5 separate regions of the Mus musculus genome follow, and regions 2, 3, 4 and 5 are each linked to region 1. A link is a contact called in public ChIA-PET and HiChIP or PLAC-seq data. All regions are on one chromosome and are shown on one strand. Each heading gives the region's core, a stretch centred on a gene start, on an enhancer-like site or on the middle of the called end of the contact. The rest is flanking DNA. Distances are from core to core; before and after follow the strand shown. Region 1 holds the start of 1700037H04Rik (RIKEN cDNA 1700037H04 gene). Region 2 holds the start of Ddrgk1 (DDRGK domain containing 1). Region 3 holds the start of Slc4a11 (solute carrier family 4, sodium bicarbonate transporter-like, member 11). Region 4 overlaps Adra1d (adrenergic receptor, alpha 1d). Region 5 overlaps Smox (spermine oxidase).

The links. ChIA-PET counts read pairs in DNA pulled down with a chosen protein or histone mark. HiChIP or PLAC-seq counts read pairs in DNA pulled down with a chosen protein or histone mark.
Region 2: an RNA polymerase II ChIA-PET map of memory CD8 T cells shows a contact between it and region 1, with 15 read pairs. The contact joins the promoter of Ddrgk1 here to the promoter of 1700037H04Rik in region 1. A contact is called at or near these places in 2 of 115 datasets of contacts at active chromatin or transcription factors (embryonic stem cells and memory CD8 T cells) and 1 of 9 other capture datasets (liver).
Region 3: a contact with region 1 is called in an H3K4me3 HiChIP or PLAC-seq map of embryonic stem cells, with 19 read pairs. The contact joins the promoter of Slc4a11 here to the promoter of 1700037H04Rik in region 1. A contact is called at or near these places in 1 of 39 promoter capture datasets (liver), 1 of 484 Hi-C or Micro-C datasets (embryonic stem cells) and 2 of 115 datasets of contacts at active chromatin or transcription factors (both in embryonic stem cells).
Region 4: a FOXA1 HiChIP or PLAC-seq map of pancreatic cancer cells shows a contact between it and region 1. The contact joins the enhancer-like site here to the promoter of 1700037H04Rik in region 1. A contact is called at or near these places in 3 of 39 promoter capture datasets (the SN4741 cell line, liver and stem cell-derived epiblast-like cells), 2 of 115 datasets of contacts at active chromatin or transcription factors (astrocytes and pancreatic cancer cells) and 1 of 9 other capture datasets (liver).
Region 5: an H3K27ac HiChIP or PLAC-seq map of trophoblast stem cells shows a contact between it and region 1, with 7 times the contacts expected there. The contact joins the enhancer-like site here to the promoter of 1700037H04Rik in region 1. A contact is called at or near these places in 4 of 39 promoter capture datasets (the 3T3-L1 cell line, the C10 cell line and frontonasal cranial neural crest), 6 of 484 Hi-C or Micro-C datasets (the C2C12 cell line, the C3H10T1/2 cell line, the G1E-ER4 cell line and 2 more) and 14 of 115 datasets of contacts at active chromatin or transcription factors (astrocytes, bone marrow-derived macrophages, craniofacial prominence and 9 more).

The regions. Positions count from the first base shown.
Region 1 is chr2:131,158,812-131,161,377 of GRCm38.p6, forward strand. 1700037H04Rik (RIKEN cDNA 1700037H04 gene) reads right to left here and starts at 1,270. Exons shown (of 6, transcript NM_026091.3): 1 at 1,142-1,270. Gm14232 (a long non-coding RNA gene) reads left to right here. Exons shown (of 3, transcript XR_003954063.1): 2 at 694-915.
Region 2 is chr2:130,663,370-130,665,935 of GRCm38.p6, forward strand. Ddrgk1 (DDRGK domain containing 1) reads right to left here and starts at 1,276. Exons shown (of 9, transcript NM_029832.2): 1 at 1,106-1,276; 2 at 1-185. The coding sequence starts at 1,196. It also overlaps a transcript of Itpa not described here.
Region 3 is chr2:130,696,227-130,698,792 of GRCm38.p6, forward strand. It overlaps Slc4a11 (solute carrier family 4, sodium bicarbonate transporter-like, member 11), which reads right to left and starts at 1,293. Exons shown (of 21, transcript NM_001081162.1): 1 at 1,133-1,293; 2 at 422-529.
Region 4 is chr2:131,547,283-131,549,848 of GRCm38.p6, forward strand. All of the region lies in intron 1 of Adra1d (adrenergic receptor, alpha 1d), which reads right to left. All of the region lies in intron 1 of Gm39938 (a long non-coding RNA gene), which reads left to right. Among named protein-coding and RNA genes, the nearest start is that of Gm39938, 10 kb to the left of the region's middle. Within about 2 kb of position 1,274, at least 49 of the 459 cell types and tissues checked have an H3K27ac peak or open chromatin away from gene starts, as enhancers often do. A contact at or near this core is called in the SN4741 cell line, astrocytes and pancreatic cancer cells, where this site is marked.
Region 5 is chr2:131,512,426-131,514,991 of GRCm38.p6, forward strand. All of the region lies in intron 2 of Smox (spermine oxidase), which reads left to right. Among named protein-coding and RNA genes, the nearest start is that of Gm30732, 12 kb to the right of the region's middle. Within about 2 kb of position 1,291, at least 37 of the 459 cell types and tissues checked have an H3K27ac peak or open chromatin away from gene starts, as enhancers often do. A contact at or near this core is called in trophoblast stem cells, where this site is marked.

The DNA.
Region 1 (2,566 bases), core at 20-2,519:
TACACCCATCCAGGGACCCAGTCACAGCTCAATCATCAGCCCAGCAGAAGCACTTATCCAACCTCCCCTTAAAGCTCAAAGAACACCCACTGAAGTCTCAGACAGGGAGTGCTACATGGAGGTCGCATGTGGAAGCAATCTTTCATCTCCTCAGCCTTGACCTATCTTTGGAGCCCCCTTCCCCAAAGCCAGGGATGCAAGGACGGTAATAGGTGTTTACTCTCACAAACAGTGGAGGGAAGGGTTGACCTGTGAAAAGGGTGTTAGTCCCTCCTGTCTACCAACCTGTGTGGTTCTCCTCTGCCTAGCATTCACTTCCCACATCCCCCTCTGACATCAAAGGAGGCTGCTTGGATTCATCTGGCCTCTAGATTGACTCTTTCACCCAAGAAGCAGAGACACGGGTGAAAGCTGCTCCTACCCCCCACCCACCCACCCACCACCCACCCAGCCCACCCCACCCCACCCCAGTGCAAAGCAATGCCCTACCTTCACATCCCACCACCAAGATTAAAGAGGAAAGACTCAAGCTGTCCAACCGAGCCCTGTTCACTAACAGGAGCACTGGTCCAGAACCTAAATCCAACCATTTCTGTGAGACACTGGAGAGGCTCTGGCTCTGGCCCTCTGGCCTTTCCTACCGCCATCCCTGTGGGTGTGGCACGCCCCACCTCAGTGTTATTGTTTTCTCAGGGGACAAGAGCAGCAGAACGGGCCTCAGACGTACCCACACCAAGAGCAAGGCCGCGGATCTGTCCATCTGAGATAATGCCCTGCGCTCTCTGAGCTCGCCAGGCTGACGCAGGAGTCTCTGGAGCCGACACTCCCAACATCAACATCCTCCTCATGATCGTGCCCGGGCACCGGAGGCTCAGAGGCTACTCTTCCAAGGTCACATAGAGCCACGAGGACCAGGTAGGAACGGGACGTCAGCCACATTTACGCCCCCACCCTCAGGTGTCACTTGTACCCTGCCCGCTAACCGTCATTTGTACCCAGGACCCCACATCCCCCACCCCATCCCGCTTCTACAGAGTTCCTCAGGCTAGAAAGCAAAGCCTCCAGCTCCAGCACAGCTGAGGATCTCAGACCCAGGAGCCGTCTCTGGTGAACTAGACGGAGCCCGGAGGGCCCATCTCACCTTGCAGGCGAGCCCCGCGGCCAGGCGGTCAGAAACGACCGCGGAGGCGGCGGTAGCAGCAGCAGAACGGGCTGGAGAGCGCGAGGAAGAGCCCCGCGCCGCATCAGCCTCGCGCCACGCCCTCTCCTCCTTCATTGGCTTGAGGGGCGTTGAGGGGCGGGGCTAGGGCACTTCAGACCAATGAGCTGTCTCTGAGATCCACCAATTAACGACGAGATTCCACATCACGTGTGCGCGGAGGCTGAGCCCCACGAGTCGACGTCACCCCAGCGGCACGAGCTTGGGTGATGAAGCGGGATGGGAGCTATGTTGGAACCGCTGCTGGAAACCGACCAGAGCGACCTTCCCCATGAGGTTTCCGATCCGCGGCAGTTTTGTCTAGGAGTTAAGCAGTCACCTTTCCTACTGGACTGAGTCTGGATTTCGGTCTTCCTTTCCCACCCATTCCCTATTCCAAATAAGCATTAGAACAAAGAAGGCACGCGGCGTAGGAAGGGGGGAAGGGAGCGTACGCGGGCGCCCCCGGGGACAGGAGCTTCTGCTCCTGGTCTCCAAGGAGGCGGTCGCCATGGCAGCGGGATGCGTCTCGACCCACCCGACAGGGTGTGGGCGTCTTCGTAGAGCACTTACTAAGGCTTGTGGATTTTTGCCACAGGCCCACCTGTCCGTGTGCGACTATCTCTATCCTTATATACACTGATTAGGACAAGAGGTTTAAAGTGCCGAAAGAGCAGTCAGAACACACAGGTTCCCGATCCTTCCAACTTAACTAGCGGAGACAGGCCTTGGACCGCTGAGAGCTTGCTTGTTTTTCCGATAGAATGTGGTCGCTGCCTGTAAGAGTCCTCAAGGTCCGACTCTTCCGTGTCCTTATGGCTGTTAACCTGACTCGGATCTTGTGTTCGCACGCTGGTAACAAATAGTCTTTCTGTGCTATTGTTTTCATAGCGTTACTTCAGAGGGCCCAGTGCTTCCCTGCTGTCTTCAGCAGGGCTTCTCAAACTTTTTATCGTTGTTTTGGATGGTACGTGCGCTCCCTACTGTTGAGAAAATTCTGTCCTCCAGAGCGGACATTGAGAACTTTTCATTCTAATCCCAGCCTACTCAACCCCTACTCCCACCTTTCCAGAAGCCCCGTGGTGTGTTCCATATCTGTTCTTTTCCAAGTCAGCAGACAGTGCCTCCAAAGTATCCTGAAGGCCACCACGCCAGGCAAAAGCAGCCTGCAGATGTATAGCCCCCGGAGACTTTTATAAATACTTTTCTTCCCATCTTCTTGCCCCTCATCCTACTTCTTCACAAAGGATTCTCATTTCCAGTCTTCTTTTGAAATATCAGATCTAACAACACATTCTCACATTTACATTCAAAACAAGAACCAAGGGCTTTGGGGGTAGCGGTCCCTGCCTTTCTGGAACGTCAGTT
Region 2 (2,566 bases), core at 26-2,525, 500 kb before region 1:
ATTCTCATCCCCGTCTTCCCAGGCCACTCGCTGGGCTCGACGCTGGGCCTGTAGACGGCTGCCCAAGTCCCTCCGACGCCGGGGTCTGCTTCCAGTTCTCTGTTCTTCAGACTCCTGGGGCAAAGAGCGGCCTACCTGGCCTGCTCCTGCCCTCTCTTCCTCATTGTGCAGTGGTTCTCCGTCAGCTTTTGGGAGGGAGGAATCATAACACTGTCAAGCAGCCCATCTTCAAGAGAGTGAAGCACAGGATCTTGGGAGTCTCATCCCCCTGCTGAACCACCTCAGACTATTGCTGCCCACAGCACCAAGTCCCAACTTAGGTTTGTCAAGGCCTTTTTTGTACGCACACTTTGGCCTGATGCTCACTTCTCATTTCCTACCTCCTTTGATATCTTCATCTTGAACAGGCGACCTGTGAGGATACTCTCACCCTGAGGTTTACAGATCTCGCTCCATGCCCGCTGCAAGATTACATTTACTTCTTGCTATGTTATGATTTTATAGGGTACGCCAACCAGAGACTACATGTCACAGTCGAGGCTGAATCGTCCCTCCCTGGAAGACTTGTTGGCAATCAGCTTTACCTCAGCTTCTGTCTCTTCTGCCCGTGGGACACAGAGGTGCTCTGAGGTGGCTTATGGGGTCAGGCATCAGAGAGATATATAGAAACTCCTACACTTACGTGAAATGTTAGTAAGGGGGACTGTCAGGTTGTCAGTGCCAGGCCACTTCTAACCCTGGTGGAGGCGAGGCAAAGCAGCATGGGTGCCCTCTTTGGCGGGAGATGCATTCAGTTTCCTAAGGCTGCTTAGCCCTCCTACTCCTAGTAAGCGGAACACACTGGGCAGGATTAGAAAACCGGCAGCCTCTCCTATTGGTGCAGAGTAGAAAGGCAGGCTTGGTTCCTAGGTTGCATCCCCAGCTCTGGGCTCCGCGCTAATTCCGAGTGTGTCCTAAGGCGCGTGCGCAAAGCTCGGGCCAGCGCACAAGCTCCTCGTAAGCACAGGAAAGCTCGTCAGTGCATGCGCACGAGTCGAGGGCCTACCAAAGCCCAGGAACTCTGAAAAACGGATTCCTCCAGCCCTGGGACGGCGGCACCTCCTACCTGCTGCCGCCCGACCCCGGCTGCGAGTCAGGAAGAGGATCAGGCCGATGAGCAAAACTGCCGCCACCAGATACACCCAGGGCCCCACCATGACGACAGACAGCCGGGCAGCGCAGCCAGCGCGCCTGCGGGATCCGGATCGCCAGGCCCCGCCCACTACCGTCCGCCCTGCCCAGCCGCTCGCTGAGCTCCGCCCCCACCCTGGGCTTGACCTGGGCCTCAGTTAACTGAAGAGTCCCTGATGCCACATTTGCTTGCCATCCCAGTGCTCGGGAAGTGGAGACTCGGAGACCAACATTTCAAGGTCGTCTCTGGCTATATGGCAACATGGAGGTCGTCTGCATTTAATGACGCTGACTGCTCTTCCAGTGGGCCAGGGTTCAGTTCGCAGCACCCACATAGTGGCTTACAACCTTCTATTACTTCAATTCCAGGGGACCCAAAACCCTCTTCAGACCCTCTCGAGTGTCAGGCACGCAGGTTATACACAGATATGCATACCTGCGAAACACTCATACACGTCAAATAAGTGTTTAAGAAAAAAAGAAAGAAAAAGGAAGAAAATAGTGGGGCGAGTAAGTAGGGGACTAAGCTGGGGTTGTAGATTAGTAGTAGAGCACTCATGGCCAAGGCCCTTAGTTTAATTTGGAGCACTGAAAAATGCAACGTGTGTACGAATATCTTATTAATACTGCAAGTTAGGCATCCATTGTATTACTTTCTGTAAATGTGGAATGTTTTGTAATTTGTTTCTCAATGTTGATAAACCTAAGGCCTTCCAGGCGTCAGGCAAGCGCTGTTACGGTAAGCTTTATCTCTAGCACCTACGTTCTTTCCGTATATTTGGAGATTTAGATCCATGTTCGGCTGAAGGTTGAGGCTTTGCTGGAATTTTATCGCAGCTGCCCCCCACCTTTAGTTGTTTGGTTTTGTTCTGAGACAGGGTATCTGGTAGCCTAGGCTGGCCTTGGACTTGGTGTATAGTAGATGGTGACTTTAAACTGATCCTTTGCTTCTGCCTCATAAGTGCCTGGATTATATGGGAGTACAGGTGTGCACCCTGATGTCCAGACGCTCCTCCATCTTTTGAGGATGGGTTGTTTTGTTTTAGTTCTTTGAGCTCTCATTATATGGCCCTGCCTGGCCTAGAACTCAATATGTACACAAGGCTGGCCACAAACTTAGAGGGATCTGCTTGCCTCTTCCTTGGTTATAATTAAAGGCATGTGGCACCACAGACCTGCCTGGCTCCTGAATTATTATTATTTTTTTTCCGAGACAGGGTTTCTCTGTGTAGCCCTGGCTGTCCTGGAACTCACTCTGTAGACCAGGCTGACCTCGAACTCAGAAATCCACCTGCCTCTGCCTCCCAAGTGCTGGGATTAAAGGCGTGTGCCACCACACCTGGCTGGCTTCTTAACAAATGTTATTTTATATGTGATATATATATATATATATATA
Region 3 (2,566 bases), core at 43-2,542, 460 kb before region 1:
GAGGTGGGGGTCAAAGTACTATGTAGGGGAGCCTGCAGTGTCTGGGATGACCATCCTTACTGTAAGGTATTAAATCCCTTAGTCTGCCTAGTATGGACTTCCTATGCGTGCCAGGGAAGTGAAGAGTACTTCCTCAGGTCATGTCATCACTAAATTATCATCAGTACTCGGCTCATTAATCCAAGCGTCTCTGACTGAGCCCCATCCAGTTCTGGAGGAAGACAACTGGAAATCGCCTCCTCCCTGGATCCAGCCCAGCCTCGCCCAGCACTTTGAGGTGGGGGTGAGCCTCTCCTCAGATCTGCCCTGGTTGCCAAGGGCCACACATGCCCATCTCAGACGCAGTTCTTCCCATCTCTTCAATGGCCTAGGGGTCACCCAGGGGACCGACCCAGCAACTGCCTCTATCCCAGGGTTGTACCGTGTCCTGCGATGCCGGAAAGAAGGGGTAGAGTGGGTGTGCAGTACACAGAGATTGGAGGTACTATCCGAGATGTTTGTGCAAAGAAGGACGCACGGGAGGATGGGCCTGTACGAGAAAAAGATGTAGTCCATGTTTGCAGCCACTGAGAGTGAGTAGATGGGCAGGATTTGGAGGCACTTGGGGCGGTAGCTAAGGGGAACAGACCACACCCACGTGCAGGTGAGTGGCCGGATACACCCAGCTCTGATGAATCGTAACTCTAGGCGGCGGAACGCAATCCGGTGCTGAGGACACCAAAGCGCCACCCTGCCCATTTCGGAGCTCCCAACCCTCCCCTCCGCCGGCTACGTTACATCTTTCCTTCAGTTGCTGAGGGTGTGTGTGTCAAGACCGCGAACGCAGAACAAACACGGACAGGATGCCCACGGTGTCCCAGGCCGCCCCTTGCCCCGCGCGCGCGCACTGACATTCGGAACTCTTTTGGTCGAACCCCTCCGGAGGCGCAAAGCCGGCACAGCCTCTCGCCCACCCAGGCCTGAGAGGCCGGCGCTGGCATACACGCCTGGCGTGGCCATGGCCCGGGCTTCTCAATCAGGACTCCGTGGTTCTGGGCCGGCTCGCAGCTGGAGCCGGCGACACTCCTGCGAGCCGCGCCGCGCTCCTAACCGTGCGGCGTGAGGCTGCTTCCAGCCAAAGTCGCGCCCTCACCCGCGAGGTCTGTTCTGGATCCTCGGCGGCTCGCGTGCGCAGGCCTGAGAGTCGTGGGGTGCCGGCCTGGGAGGGACTACGAAGTTTCAGAGCAGTGCAGGGACACTCACTGGAGCCCGGAGGGAAGGGGCGCGCCTGTTTTAAAAGCTTGGAGGAACTCCGCCCCCACCTTAGCTGTACGCCACTGACTGCCACACCCTCGGGCTGCCGAATCGCCCCCAACCCTCCCTTGCCGCGCCCCTTTGCCCTCGCCACGCCCCCGACCGCCAGGGCGGTCCCCAACCCCCGCCTACGCCGCTTTCTGCACTTGCCCGTGGGCTAGCGCCCTAAGCCGCCCACGCTCCCGCGTGTTCACCCGCTGGCGCCCGCTCTCGGTTCCGCATCCCTCTCCCAGGTTAGGAAGTGGCCGGGTCTCTGGAGAGCGGCTTGCGGTGAGTTCTGATAAGTGCGTTGAGCACCTCTTTCCTTAACCCCAACCCAACCTTCGGTGGCTTCCCAGTGATTCTACAGACCTTGAGCTTCCTATTGTCCCTGGGGCACACACTTAAGTAAAGTACTATTCTCCAGCCACTCCTTCCCACTCCGTGATAGCTTCCACACAGTTCCTTTCACTGTTGCTCAAGCGTGTTAGGGGGTGGGTGAGTTGGAAAGGCATTTGGAGTGTTGCGGGAATTTGCATATAAATAGGCATGGTGAGCCAAGTTGGCATTCGGATTGAAGGTACGGAGGGTCCTGAAGTCTCCCCTACACACACACACACACACACACACACACACACACACACAGACGCGCGCGCTCGTTATTCCAGGATCCCTCCCATCTCTAAGAACCGTGATGACTCAGGGATAGCCGCACGCTGCCTTTGTTGGGGTAAGCAGGCCCTGGGAGGAGGCTACATGCCATGTTGTTCACTTAGCTCTTAGGAACTCCTCTCAGTATCTTCTCCTTAGAATCCTAGCCCTAAACCCGGCAGTTGTGGCGCACGCCTTTAATCCCAACACTTGGGAGGCAGAGGCAGATGGATTTTTTGAGTTTGAGGCCAGCCTGGTCTACAAAGTGAGTTCCAGGACAGCCAGGGCTACACAGAGAAACCCTGTCTCGAACACTCCCCTTCCCCCCAAAAAAAAGACTCCTAGCTCTATCCAGGCTGGTGGTGTTGCAGGGTGGGGGTTCAGGAAAGCTGAAGAGCCTGGCAGAATGGCTGACTCAGGGTCGGGATCCCTCTTCCACCCCAGTCTCTCATGTTATGTCTTTTGCATAGCTTCCTAGCAGCACCCCAATACTTGGTTGGTCCAAACCCTTCCAGTTCCAGAAAATCTCTGGAGACTTAAGGAACAATTTCCCCAACCTCTCCTTATTAGGAGGAGAAAGGAGCCAGGAGTACCCACTCCCACCCCCACCCCAGTCTGTAGACTCCTGCACCACTGTCTCAGA
Region 4 (2,566 bases), core at 24-2,523, 390 kb after region 1:
ACAGGGCTGATCGTAGGCTCAGCGACAGCTTCCAACCATCTCAGACTTAGGCAGGATGGGACAGGCACGGAGCCTGTGGCTATCCTGTAGGGTGAGCTCACATCTCATCTAGGCTCCATAATGGAGGACCTTGAATTAAGGCACAGCTTTCCTTCAGTGGGGGAGTTAGAGCTCTGGTTATTTTTAAGCTGGTGAGAGACCCAGTTCAGAGCACAATACCCATGGCTGTCAAAATGTAGCCCTGTAGGGCTGTGCCCGGGAAAGTGTTGAGGAAAAGCTGGGATGGTTTTAGGTGGGGGAACAGAACACCAGACAAGTGCAAACGGGCACTAAGACCTGGTTTTCCACAAATATCTCCATTAGTATCCCCAATACGGACTCCAAGGAAGCCGTTCTCAGGGGAAGGAGACTGAGTGCAAAGGTGCTGCCTAGAGGTCACCTCTCACCTATCTCATCCTCAGCACAAGCGTCACTCTGGACAAAGCCTGCAGATCTGAGAGACAGAGAAGGCCAGGCATGGCATTCTCTGACAAATTCTCCCCCTGATTTACCCCAATATGGCAGAGACCCTTGCATATCACCTACTACCCACATGGAGAAACAGTTCCTGATGCTAAGAGATGGTGGAAGGAGAGGACAGTACCCACCACACAGCCCAGCCTTTTCCCACCTGCTCATGCTGCCCCTGGCAAGCTACTTGGCCACTGAAAGCCTCACTTTCTTTTTCTGTGAGCTGGAGACAATAATAATTCTCTGGATGGGATTCATAAATTTCAGGGCTCAGTGCTTAGCAGGATTTTAATCTAAATGTGTTGGGGTAGAGATAATATAGATCAGTACTAGAGAACTCATGCAGCATTTGAGAGCCCCAGGTTCAATTCTTAGAACAGCAAGCAAACTAACCCACCAAACAACCCACCTACCCACTCACCCACCCCTACTTATCCCTCCCCTGCCCTGTGGCTTTTCAGAGAGGTACCACAGACTTGGGAAAGGACTTACTGACTGTATCTAGAGAGCGGTCAGAAACAGTAGCTGAAATACGGCGGGGTTATGGGTACCAGGGCTCAGCAAGGCTTATTTCCCCCTGCAGAAGGGTTAGGCAGTCCCTGGAAAATGCCCGAAGGAAGGATCCTGTCCTGCAGGAAGAGCACCCTCAAGGATAGCATCCCTCAATGGCTGCAAAGTCAAGCCAAATGCTGGAAATGCCATTCTGACTCAGACTGCATTTTTTTCTGTTTAGCAGTGGCTGACACATCAGTGGACTATGTTGTCCAGTGGTTGTTGCCAGCCTGGTTTTATTCAGATATGTGGACAGCATGCCATGTTTTAGTGCTGTCCCAGTCTTACTGCAGACATTGATACTTTAATTTATGCACAACTGACTTTTGCAGAGTCTTCCTGGAACAGGGAATTTCTCACACCCGAAGGGGCTGGGATTCAAAGGCAGGCTTCCAGCCCCAACAATTTCCTTCTGCTTCCCTTGAGGTCTGACTTACTTTGAGTTTTCTCAGAAGCAAGCTCTGAGATAGGACAGGGTTCAAGTGCAAGCGTTTAGCCTGATAGTGAAACACCTTGGGTAGCTGCTGACTGGTAAGTCAGTTGCTAATGTGAGAAACTGAGGCTTAACCCCTAAGGGGAGTTTTGGGTTTTCCCACCAATGGTGAGGGATGTGGGTACCTAACACTCATCTCCATCATTCTCTAGCTGATTTCTTCACTAATTAAATTTCCCCACTTATATGGACTGCATTTTGGATGGGCTGCAAAAAGGAGTAAGTTACGGAAGCCTGTGGGTAAGAGATGCAGGCAGGCACTTAGGAGTGGGCCTGTGCAAACCGGAGATCTGAGGGAAACAGGTGGGCCCCACAGCCTCTGCCACAATCAGTTCTTACTCTCTTTCTAACCACGGTGTGCAGATATACTGCTTAGGATACTCAGGCTTCTTTGTTGCAGTCTGCCAGAGACAGCTGGTGGATCCACCAGCTGCTTTACCTGCTCATCCCCCATCAGTGCATCAGCTTTGTTACCGGTGCTGCGGAAGCTTGGCCCTCAGTGCATATTGAGGTGGGACAATGTGTAATGGATGGGGCCTTGTGGAAGGTAGGTGGTGGTGGTGGTGGTGGCGGGGGCAGCTCCATTCTCATGGAAGGGTTAATGCTGTCTGGTGGGAGTGGGCCAGGTCTTATAAGACTGGGATAATTCTCATGACACTGGGATATAAAGCAAGACCACCACATATATCTATTTCTCTTATACTCTGCCATTTCCCCTTCCATTCTCTTCCATTCTGTGTTGTTCCCATAAGCCCTTCCTAGATACTGATGATGATGTTGTCTGGGCTTCCCAGCTATCAGAACTGAGAGACAAATAAACCTCTTTTCTTTATAAGGTTGTTAATCTCAACTATTTTGTTATAGCAACACAGTACAGACTAAGGCTATGAAAGTCTCAATGGGTATACAGGAGTCTTGGGGCTGAGGCTATACCACTCTCAGTACTCGGGCACACTCCTCCTTGGTTCTAGTGGGCTCACTCCCCCATCCTGAACATCATTCTCTGATTTC
Region 5 (2,566 bases), core at 41-2,540, 350 kb after region 1:
TGTTGGGAGGGCATACTGTCTAAGAACTGTGGGTCCTCATTTTAAAGTCACAAGAAGGAGGGGGCATTGTATAAGTTCTGATTAGTCATTAGTTTTTAGTATGAGTTAGGTTATCATAACTGAGGACAGACAACAGGAACTAGGGTTATTAGAGTGGAAGGGGGATTTTAGGCTTCCCTGTGGGTGATGTGTGTCTTAGGGTTGTCTGTAAAGATCGGTCCTTGTTGCAGCCAAAGAAGAGACTTGCCCCTGGGATGGGAAGATGTTGCTAGGGTTCTAGAGCGTAGAGATATTTCCTGAAATGGAGCTGGAGATGAGGGTTCTGACAGCCACCGTGTGTGTAGGGTGTTCTGGCCAGCAGTGGGTTGAGTGGGTTGGGAGTATGAAGACGACCCAGTGAGAAAACATGCAGTGACCTGGTGTATGTGAGAGATTTGACCCTCTGTGTGTATATGTACGTGTGTATGTGTGCTATGTGTGAGTGAGTATGTGTATGTGTGTATGTGAGAATGTGTATGTCTGTGAGTGTATGTGTTATGAGTGTGCATTATGTGAGTGTGTGCTGTGTGAGTATGTGCTGCATGAGTATGTGTGAGTGTGTGCATCTGTGTGCATCTGTGTCTATGTGAGTGCGTGTGTATCTCTGTATGTGTATGTATGTGCTATGTGTGTGTATGTGTGTATGTGAGTGTGTGTATGTCTGTGAGTGTGTAAGAGGGTGTATGAGTGTGTGTGTGCTATGTGTGAATGTGTGTCTGTGTGAGTGCATGAATATGTCTGTGAGTGTGTGAGAGTGTGTATGAGTGTATGTGTGCTATGTGTGAATGTGTGTCTGTATGTATGTGTGTGTCTATGTGTGAGTGTGTGTGAGAGTGTGTATGAGTGTGTGTGTGTGCTATGTGTGTGTTTGTGTGTATATGAATTTGTGTGTGTGTGTGTGTCTGTGTGTTTAGAGGCTAGAGGCCCACATTGATTATCTCCCACAATTGCTTTCTAACATTTCTTTTTTGAGACAGGGTCTCTGTTTCTCTTTTTCAGGCACAAACTTGGGTGACTCTTGGCAGTAAGAATGAAAGTGCTGTCCAAAGTTCTCACAAGGCTGGGGCAGCCAAGGAGCCCCAGGGCTCTTTGCTCATTGTTGATTGGCTGGCTGGCAGCCTCCGGGAAGAGCAGTCCCATTTATGATTCTTTGGGCTTGATGAGCTATTTAGAGTTTGATGTAGAAACAGAAGATGGGGAGATAGGTGGCCCAGTCCCTGAGGCAGCTGACAACTGAGACCATGCAGGGAAGGCACAGGGTGTCAGACGACCAGATGGGAAGCTTGCCAGGCAGAGAAGAGGGAGTGACTAGGCTGTGTGGAATAATGAATGTGAAGAGAGAGGGGAGAACATGCTGGTCAGGGTACCTGTGTTGTGTGCAGACAGGCAGGCCTCAGAACCCAGTGTGTCAATGGACATGCTGCAGCATGGCATGATGGCCATGTCCCTGTCAGAAGTGAGAGCAGGGGTCCAGAGCCAGCTCTGAGGATACCACTTGCTAGGAGGTGAGTAGGCATGAGGTGGTGCCTGGAGCCCTTGGGAATACAGGTGTGGCCGAGACGGCCATGAGCGAGAGAAGTACCCTTGGTGGTGGCATGTGAGGGAGGGCTTCTGGGGAGGAGAGAGTGGCTGGTACTGTACTATATACATGTGCAGCATTGGGTAAAAACAAATTGATAATAATAGCAATAACAACAATAATAATATTACTGTTCTCCCTCTGCTCCTAATGGGAGCTCAATGTAGAACAGATGCCTGAGGCTCTAGCGGTACCCTCACCGGCCAGCAGGCGGTCCTGTGGGCAGGGTCCTGGGCTTTCTGTTTTTGGTCCTTCAGTCTGCTTACTTTTCCTACACATGGGGGTCTGCGCATGCCTGCCTCTTTCAGAGACACCAGGCAGTTGTTCTCTTCTAGCTGCAGCATGAGGCTGTGTTTTGTTGTAGGCACATTCATCTCACAGGGCTATTTTTAGTAACTAGTGGTTTAATTAGAAACAACCCAAGAAAGGGAAGGCATGCAGATAAGGAGGACATGCCTACTTCTTGGGCTGAGGGACAATGCTACTGTCTTTAGACTGTGTCAGACAGCTCCTGCTACAGAGCAAGCCACCCCAGATATAAGAGCTTATAAGGTCTGTGGGAAGGAAGTGTGGACAGGACTCAGGTAGGGGTAAGTGAGTCTCTTGCTGGCTTTGCCTTGATTCTTGCATTTCAGGGTCACATGGAAATGTCACTCAAGTTGGTTAGGATCTCTAAATGGCCTTACCCTCTTGTCTGGTAGGAAGTGTAGGGTTTGGTCTGAGCTCATGTTGCTAGCAAGGTGAATCTCTGTTTCTTTACATAGTTGTTACTTTGAGAGTGCTGGCTAGTTGTTTTTTTTTTTTTTTTTTTTTTTTTTGTCAGCTTGACACAAGCTTGAGTCATTTTGGAAGAGGGAATTCAATTTTGAAACTACCCCCACTGAAATGGCCCGTGGTGCATCTTGACTGATGATTGACGTGGAAGGGCTCAGCTCACTGTGGGTGACA